3 separate regions of the Triticum aestivum genome follow, and regions 1 and 3 are each linked to region 2. The links are chromatin contacts, called in public Hi-C and HiCAR-type maps. All regions are on one chromosome and are shown on one strand. Each heading gives the region's core, a stretch centred on a gene start, on an enhancer-like site or on the middle of the called end of the contact. The rest is flanking DNA. Distances are from core to core; before and after follow the strand shown. Region 1 holds the start of LOC123107062. Region 2 holds the start of LOC123103771 (2Fe-2S ferredoxin). Region 3 holds the start of LOC123103769 (respiratory burst oxidase homolog protein E).

The links. A called contact is a pair of places that touch in the nucleus more often than the background predicts. HiCAR-type assays count read pairs that join an accessible place to other places.
Region 1: a HiCAR-type map of leaf shows a contact between it and region 2, with 6 times the contacts expected there. The contact joins the promoter of LOC123107062 here to the promoter of LOC123103771 in region 2. A contact is called at or near these places in 1 of 5 Hi-C or Micro-C datasets (leaf) and 1 of 1 datasets of contacts at active chromatin or transcription factors (leaf).
Region 3: a contact with region 2 is called in a Hi-C map of leaf, with 6 times the contacts expected there. The contact joins the promoter of LOC123103769 here to the promoter of LOC123103771 in region 2. A contact is called at or near these places in 5 of 5 Hi-C or Micro-C datasets (leaf, root and an unstated tissue) and 1 of 1 datasets of contacts at active chromatin or transcription factors (leaf).

What each region holds. Positions count from the first base shown.
Region 1 is chr5A:428,604,140-428,607,086 of IWGSC CS RefSeq v2.1, reverse strand. LOC123107062 reads left to right here and starts at 1,658. Exons shown (of 1, transcript XM_044529069.1): 1 at 1,658-2,392. The coding sequence starts at 1,890. The coding sequence ends at 2,312.
Region 2 is chr5A:428,420,483-428,423,422 of IWGSC CS RefSeq v2.1, reverse strand. LOC123103771 (2Fe-2S ferredoxin) reads left to right here and starts at 1,344. Exons shown (of 8, transcript XM_044525452.1): 1 at 1,344-1,557. The coding sequence starts at 1,503. It overlaps TRNAA-CGC (transfer RNA alanine (anticodon CGC)), which reads left to right and starts at 1,096; the gene lies at 1,096-1,168.
Region 3 is chr5A:428,286,445-428,289,542 of IWGSC CS RefSeq v2.1, reverse strand. It overlaps LOC123103769 (respiratory burst oxidase homolog protein E), which reads left to right and starts at 1,324. Exons shown (of 13, transcript XM_044525450.1): 1 at 1,324-2,378; 2 at 2,506-2,665; 3 at 2,832-2,880. The coding sequence starts at 1,709.

The DNA of each region.
Region 1 (2,947 bases), core at 409-2,908, 180 kb before region 2:
CAGGAGAAGACGCCTACACTGCATGATTGCTCGCTGGATGCCAGGTTAGATCATGATTACAGATTACGCCGGTGCATCTCTGATCTGTCCCGGGGAGAAAGTAGAGTAAAATACACCGAGCATGTACATACGCCCATTTTCTCTGTGATCGAGCTCCCCTTTCCTGTAAGCCGACACGCCGAAACAGGGCGCCGGAAAACACTGAGTACTGCACCCCTGCACCGCACAGACATCTCGATCAGGACAATTCTTAAGCGCTAAACAATAACTAATGACCCGGTGGCAGAGCGGTACCTTTGCGTACGTGTCCAAACTTTTCATGCATGCACTGCATCTGAACGAGGGAAAATGTAGTCTACTCCAGATTGTTTAACGAACCACACAACCGTTAACACATCCCCGTTCTCAACCTTTAAATATGCAGCTACCCTCGTGGTCACGTAACAAAATGAAACTTACTCCATGCCACTTTGCTTGATCCGATTTAATTACTATATACGACTCGCATACGTGGCCTGGACTTGTGTACGTACTGTACGTTAGCACAGATCAATCATGCTAGAGGATGGATTCTGAGACAAGGCCAGCCAGCCAGGGCATCGATCGCTTGGAAAGCCGGTCTCGGCAACGTGCAGGCACATGACCACTGAGTACCGACGGGCCAACCCACCCCACACGGGAAGCGTACGCAAAAGCGCGCGGCGCGCTTCCGGCTTCTCCAAGGTACCGCACCGCACAAGACGAGACCTCGACATGTTGCATGCATGCAGTGACGCGCAAAGCTCACCTTGCAAACTAAATTAGGGTACGGGAAAAGCCGTGGTGCCATGTGACCTGCACTGCACAGGTCGGTGGCAGCTCCCTCTTAACTGCCGGCGGTCAAAAAATTTCTCTATTCATGCTTCGTTCGTGTCGTGGTGAATGGTTCGCCGGCGCGGTTCGTTCGGCCGGCCGGAGGCGTTTAGCGTGTTCCCGTGTTTCGTCCGGGATGGGCGCCGGGCCTGTGGCATTAAACCACTGCTGTTTTTGTAGGGCGTGTGTGTGTGTGTGTGTGTCCCATAGGCCATAGCCTTATGATTGCACGGCACAGGGATTGGATTCCGGCAGCTGGATGCATGTAATTACTACTCCCTTCATTCCAGCTAACTTTAATACAAAGTTGGGTTATCTATTTTGAAACGGAGGGAGGATATATGATGGTCTTTTGGTTAGTCTGGTATCGTATCTTCTAGGCTAGGCTAGCTTGTTTGAAAGCTAGCCGTGTGGTACTACGTCAAAAAGAAAACAGATCACCTAAGCTAGTTCGGGTGCTTCCAATTCCATCATGACTTTGAGGCTGGAATAATGTTGCCTCCAGTTTAGTCATGCGCCCATACTGGAGTGGCCGGTCCTACATGTGTACAGCTGTACCTACGAATTTCTTGAAGGATTGATGCCCTCTTTATAATAAATAATAATAGTTTTTTTGCAAAGCTCTTTCTTTTTACCAGAAAGAATAATCTTAAGAGTTTTTCCCCCGCAAAGACAACTCTTAAGAATTGAAGGGGTAAAATTTAATATAGGTTGGCCCATGAAGAACTTTCTTTGAGGATCTGAAAACTTTCTAGACGCTAAACCGGCCCAAATAAAGCCTGTTGGTTCTATTCATTAGGCAGTTCTCAAAGTTCCCGACGTTCCGTGTAGTCTGGAGCATCGGGAGAAAATCCGTGTGGGCCATGCAAGCATAACTGTCACCGCCTGCGCGTGAATACAAACGTTTTCACTAATGTAAGAAATAAAAAACGCGTGGATACAAACTCCGGTGCAGCTTACGGATCAGCAAAACGCGCGTTGCTGATTCGAAACTAAGAAACGGAGGAGACAACCGCACATCGCTCAACCATAAATTCATGGCCAGCTCCCAGTCATTCTATTTGCAGCACATCAGTCACAGCTCGCAAGAACCTGAATCAAACATGTCCCGGCCATTCCCTCCACTGTTCGTCACACTGGTCCTGCTGCTGCTAACGTCGACCTCGTCGCCGGCCACCGCCGCGGCAGAGATCGCGGAGGCGCCGTCCGCCGTTGGCTGCAGCGGGAGCGCGGAGGCGGCGTCGCGGGTGGTGGCGGAGAGCTGCACGGACGACATCGTCAGGTCCTTCTTCGGCGTGCGCGGCAGCGACCTCTGCTGCCGCGCGCTGGAGACGGCCGGCGCCGGGTGCTACCGCGCGGCGTTCTCCGGCTCCCCGTTCGCCGATATCTACCCGACCATCCTCGGTAACGTCTGCGGCCTCGCCGTGGCTCCCAGCCCCGGGGAGCGGTCGTACTACTAGCCTAATCTCCGGTTGTAACCGAAGTTGAGAAAACGAGATGTAATTATAAGATCATCTGAAATAAAATCGGCTACGTGGTACAAAGTCCAATTCGGTTCCTTTAAAAAGTTCAATCGGAGCACGTATGCAAGACGTATAAAATGGACATCTCCTCCATCGCACGAGTCGCGGTCGCTGACTCACTGCGGGCGTACTTTTCTCTACGTGAAAATGACAGGGTTATCGTCACGGAGAAAAAGAACGGGAAGACGCAGCGCCAGCGCAAAAGCGTGGCAAAGACACATCCACTTCAGATCGGCCACGGCCTGCTCTTAAAGGGAAGGGCGCAGTTTACATCGACAAAAACAAAGGAAAAGAAAAGAAAATCCTCCTAGCTGAGGTTGAAGGTGAAATATATGATCTAGAGTAAATCCTTAGTTACTGCTATGAAACTGACCAGTGGATAATGGATCCAGGAATATGAAGAAACGGGGTGAAAAGCAGTGTCCCTGAATCCTAAGCTGTCGGTACATGGTCGAATTCAGTATTTCTCTTTTCCCGAGTTTTTTGGACAATGCTGACTTTGCCGGAACTTTACCTGATCCGAACGCGATTGATGTTACTTCCTTCAGTGGAGCAAGTGGTAACTCAGTGGA
Region 2 (2,940 bases), core at 95-2,594:
ACGTCCGTTTAAAGTCGCACGGTGGAGTTGGCCTCAGAGAAACCGGCACGGCACCAATAATTTGCTTCGACGGGTTCCTGGTGTCAGTCAGATCGACGGGCCGGGAGAGAGACTTGTCTGAATTTCCCAATGTCGCCGTCCTCCTCTGCGTAGCGTCAAACCGATGGGGGCTGGCTGTTGATGCCTGACAGGTCATCAATGTGTGTGGCGATCGACGTTGACGACGCCGTGGCGCGACTCTTCGTCATGGCTGGGATATTTATCTTCCGTCGCACACGCGGGTGAAATCTCTGAAGGAGGGACGGCGACGGTGGATCTGCGCGCGGTGCACCATGATCTGCCGCGCCCTCTCGTGGCATGCCAACGGCGCGTTTGCGTTTACTGTTTCCGTGCGCAATAAATGTTGGTGCGCCGGGGGTTGGCTGGCTCATCCGCTGTCCCCTGGACCAGGTGCACGGCTGTCTTGTGCTGCGCGGATGGATGGCTCAACCGCCAGCCACGGCCGCGCCTCCGATCGGCGTTTCTCGAACCTGTCTCCTGCCTGCCACAGAGGGGCACGTCGTGTCCGCCTCCGGGGCCCGGCAGCCTCGCCTTCCCTGCTGCCCTGCATGTGAGGGAATGGCACCGGGCGATCTGTCCGGCCGATTTAATTAGTCAGAAACGGAAATGGACGGGTGCTGCTCTGCTCTGCTGCTGATGGAGTGATGGGTGTTTTGCTTTAGTCTCAGGACCAAAGCTCGATCTAACCGTAGCAATTGATGATCACGCGACGCTGGCCCTACAGGGCGCTGGTAGAACTGTCTAGAAAAGTTGGAGGAACAGCTGCGTGAGGGAAGGGGAAATACTCCATGCAGGACAGCAGGAGGAGCCTTTGCGGGGGTAGGAAGAAACAGGTGCTCTGCGAACCAGAGATAGAGATGGCATTGGTCGAATCCACGGTCATATTTATCTTCCTCCTTGCCTACACTTTTGTTTTACCACACGCTCTTTTTCTGCACGAGTTATCAGGTGTTGCTCCTTTGAAGATGGCTAATTTCTGCAGCAGTCGAAATGAAACATAATCTTTCAGTTGTTAGGTCTCGCATTCGTCATCTCGGGGACGTAGCTCATATGGTAGAGCGCTCGCTTCGCATGCGAGAGGCACGGGGTTCGATTCCCCGCGTCTCCATGTTTTTTCTGTGTGCCTTTTGTCATTATTTTTTCCTGAAATTAGATCGACGTATTTCAGGATCAGTTTCAGATTCCTGCGTGGCTTTTTTTTTTATCAAGAGTAATATGTATGGGTCGATAAGCTGGAGAAATGGCCCAACTATAAGATTCGCGACCGTATCTTTATAGTTGGGCTACCCTCGCGGCCCAGTTTCTCGGCCCGCGTCCTCTACTTCCTTGTCAAGCGAAGCCGAACTCCTCTTCCTCCTCCGCTGATCCTCCCAAGTCCCAAACCCGCGCCCCGAATCTGCTGCCGCCGCTGCGTCCGTGTCGGCTTTGCCCCGCCGGTGAAGATGCTGTCGAGGATCTCCCGCCTTGGCGTCCACGCCCTGAACCGGGCGAGGCTAGGTGAGCTTCTCCTCCCACCTCCACCGTCGCCCCTCGGCTTCGCGATTTCATTTGCCTCCGCTGCGGCGTTGTTTTATTTGGAGGATGTCTCGGTTAGGATTAAAGCGCCTTGTTGTCCAGCACCATGCACTCGTCGGCGTTCTCCACCAGCTGGTGAACCGAGAGAGTGACGTTGTAGGGCTCGACCACCGTGTCAGAGACCTTTGGAGATGGGAACACGGAGAAGGTGAGCATCATCCGGCCCGGGTACTCCTCCCTGATCTTGGAACCGGTGCCCCCGCCGAGGGAGTGGCACACCTGGAAGCCTCACGACAAGCACATGAACAAAAGTCAGAATCGCTGGCCAGAATCTGTGGAACGGAGTAACTGGAGCGACTCCTCAAGAAAGGGGAAAGTACCTTGGAGGCAGCGCAGTTCTCGGCCTCCTCGCGGACGACGTCGAGGACGGAGTCGATGAGCTCCCCGCCCTCGGTGTAGTGGCCCTTGGCCCAGTTGTTGCCGGCGCCGGACTGGCCGAAGACAAAGTTGTCGGGGCGGAAGATCTGGCCGTAGGGCCCCGTGTGCACGGAGCCCATGGTGTCGGGCTCGAGATCCATGAGCACGCACCGAGGGAGTTGGGAACGCGCGCTCCTGGTCGCCGCTGGCATACATGAGATGGTGGAGGCGCCGGTCGGCGTGCGGGATGGAGCCGGCGGGGACGGCAGCCACGGTGCCGCCGCTGGCTTCCGAGTCTCCGCGGAGGAGGGGGGCGAGGCGGGCCTTGATGTGCTCCACACCGGCTGCGGCAACATCCTCGTCCCGCAGGTAGACGAGGCAGGCGAGGCGGCCGCGATGCGACCACGCCCTGGCATCGACGACGCTGCAGCTCATGTCGTCTAGCACGTCGAACACCTCGGAGATGAGCCCTGTGCGGTCGGCGCCCGTCAGCTCAAGCATGGTGGCCGAGGCCGCCGCCGGCGACGCCGTTTGTTCGCACGGAGAGGCGAGGTCAAGGAGGAGGCCGGGGTTGCGGGGGACGGTGGCGCGGCGGCGCGGCGTTCCTGGGGCTTCGGGGTGGCGCGCGGAGAGGTGCGACGGTCGCTGCTTGTGGTCGCCGGCGACGGCGTGTGGCGAGTGAGGCCGCCGGAGCGGTGCAAGGAGGCGCGAGGCGCGGGCACAGGAGCTCAGGCGCGAGCGCGCCTCTCCGCGCCGTCCATCCTCCCGGCGAGCGCACTCCATCCTCCAGTGCGAGGCACAGCGGCCGCCGGCGCACGACGGAATGGGCGTAGCCGCCGGCGTAGAGTGGATAAGAGGAAGGAAAGGACTGCAGACTGAATTGAAATGCCTATAGGGTTTTGTTTGTAGAAGTGAAACGTTTTTTCTGGGTGCCACTAAAACAGGGAC
Region 3 (3,098 bases), core at 75-2,574, 130 kb after region 2:
CCTTTAGTTTCTTCAGGACAATGTTTGTATTCAACAGTCCCAATTAGCACCGCCGTGTCCACACAATCCGCATAAATTGCCGTTTTCCGAGTCCCACCTTTGTGATTGGCCTTTAGAGAAAGTGATCGCTTCATAGAGTCGGATTCCGCCTGCAACATATTGATCCCAAGGGAGTATGCAAGGTAGACCCCATCCTTCATGGTTAGTGCTTCCATAGTCGCCGCGTCTAGTGGATATGCATAGAATGTGCACTTTGCCGCAACAAAGAATCTGTTCACATCTCTCAAGATCGATGCCGGTGCTCTCCTGCGCAAATCAACATAGAATGTGCAATATATTTCAATAAGATGTTGCACCGGGAATATGTTGCAATATGTATCAATATATTTGATTGTATGAAACATTTGGATTAATAATATATATAACTAAAAACAAATATAATGTATTGTATTGGATTATTGTGAAGTTAAAAAATATTTATCGAGTATAGGTTGTAATATAATAGTTTTTTTTCATGCATGTTGGGTGGACCTTCGATAAGAGGACATGTGTGCATTTGAAATAAATAGAATTGGTGGGGATCAACTAATAATGAAATATAATTGCCGTGCATGTGATGGTGGAACTTTGATGACGTGTCATGTGTGCATATTCAGATTATAGAAGTAGTGAGGATGGACTATTTCGGTATATAGGATAGACATATGTGTTTTTTCTTTCCATCACTAATCCTTTCCGGGATTCGATACAAAAAGAATTTAGAGCAATCACTCCCATCAACTCCGACTGAAGCGGGTAGAGCCAAATAACGATCAGAAAGTGCTTTCGTGTCAATATGAAATTGTATATCTCAGGGGTATTTCAACATTACTTGTATCCCAACTTCATATTCAGAAGAAAAGAAAAAATGTATTGTGACTGAAAATATACTGGACTTTTCTCTACTCGCCCATTTGCAACAGTACGTGTGAAATCTGAATCCATGGCAAAAAGAAACACCAAACTATTCAAAGTTCTTTTTTTGGACGAACTATTCAAAGTTGCAGCAAGTAGAGTCTCCCTCCGAATCAACGGTCCCCTATCTTCTCCCGTTTAACCCACACGGCGACAGTCGACGGTCGCCAGGCGCGGCCGCCGGGCGCTCCCTCCCGCCAGTCCACTTCATTTTTACCCATTTGGAAGCATCTGAGATTCCGGGGCCGAACGCGGTCCGGTCCACGTTCCACAGCCCCACCCCACCCCACACCGACCGGCCAGCCGCGCGTACGCAGGTTGCCGCCGCACCGAGCACCGCAGCGCTCGCCCCAGGCCAAACCCGTGGCACCCGCAGCTCGTTTCTGGGCCTCGGAGACGAGCGGCGATATCGACTTGGTATAAAGATAAAGCGTCCGCGAGAGGCAGCAGCAGACCCGAGCACCGCACCGCACCGCGAAGCCCAGCGAAACCGCGAGCGCGTGCATGCGCGCCGCCGAGGAATAGAAGGAGATAGAGGTGGTCACCGCGGCGGGCGCGCGGGCGTACGACAAGCCGAGCCAGCCCACGGGGCGCGACGGGAAGAGATAGCAAGCGAGCTGAGCGCGTATCATAATACAAGCGGCCGCACCGCAACTACCATTGCAGCCCCCACCGAGAGCAGAGCCCCGGGTTATTTTTATTCTGCTTCTTCTTCCTCTTGCACGTCTCGCGGGCGGGGGCGCGGGGAGCGGCCATGTGGACGCCGTCGCGCGGGAGCAACGCGCGGCGGACGGGCCACCGGCGCATCGCGGAGTGCCTGGCGGACGACCAGACCACCAACACCGACACCTCCGACAACGAGTCCTTCACCACCGCCTATGGGGACGAGTTCTTCGCCGCGGCCGCCGGGGGGAGCGGCGGCGGGGGCATGCTCCCGGCATTCCTCGCCGACCAGGAGGACCTGGTGGAGGTCATGCTGGAGCTGGACGAGGAGTCCATGGTGGTGCGCAGCGTCACGCCCACCAGGGCCGCGCTCTACAGCGCCGCCGCGATGCCGCACACGCCGGAGGCGCCGGGAGGAGGCGGCGGCCCCCTCAGCCGCTGCTCGTCCACGTCCTCGCGGATACGGAAGAAGTTCGCGTGGCTGCGGTCGCCGTCCCCCGCGCCGTCGCCCTCCCCGCGCGTGCCCACGCCCGCCGAGCTGCAGCGGGAGGCGGCCATGGCGGCCCGCGAGCGGCGCCGCATCCAGGCGCGGGTCAACCGGTCGCGCGCCGGCGCCAAGCGCGCGCTCAAGGGCCTCCGCTTCATCAGCCGCACCACCGGCTCCCTGGAGGCCGCGGAGCTGTGGCGCCGCGTGGAGGAGCGCTTCAATGCCCTCGCCCACGACGGCCTCCTCTCCCGCGACAACTTCGGCGAGTGCATCGGTACACCATCCCGCTCCCCCACTCTGTTTCTCTCTCGGCAACAACCGCACTCTGCACTCCTCCCATCCCATTGCGCAACCATTAACGGCGATGATGTTCTTGGCCGTGCCTGTCGATCGATGATCAGGAATGGTGGACTCGAAGGAGTTCGCGGAGGGCATCTTCGACGCGCTGGCGCGGCGGCGGCGGCAGAGCCTGGAGCGGATCACCAAGGAGGAGCTCTACGACTTCTGGCTCCAGATCTCCGACCAGAGCTTCGACGCGCGGCTCCAGATCTTCTTCGACATGTAAGCACCACCACCGGAACCGAATTCCCCACCCATACTACATTTTCCTTCACCGGATCCCAAGCAACCGCTTTTAGCCGGCCATTCCCGGCTTCCGATGCAAGCTCCCGCGTCCCGGATTCTCGATGCTCATTCTTCCTCTTGTTTTGCCCCAAATTCAACTCAGGGTGGACACCAACGTGGACGGGAGGATCACGAGGGAGGAAGTACAGGAGGTGATCTTCGTTTCTCCATTGCCATAGCGTTTAAGAAGCTCCTTCTCCAATTACAGTCACGCTTGCTGTTACTGTTACTAGTTAGTTAGTTAATTACCGCTGCGGTAACTGTCACGGCTTTGCTGTTACTTTCACGTGCGCCGCCGCTGCTGCTGCTTCTGCTTCACTCGTCGAGTCCAAAGTAGTAAAAAATTCTCGCTGAAGAAACTTTGATCTTT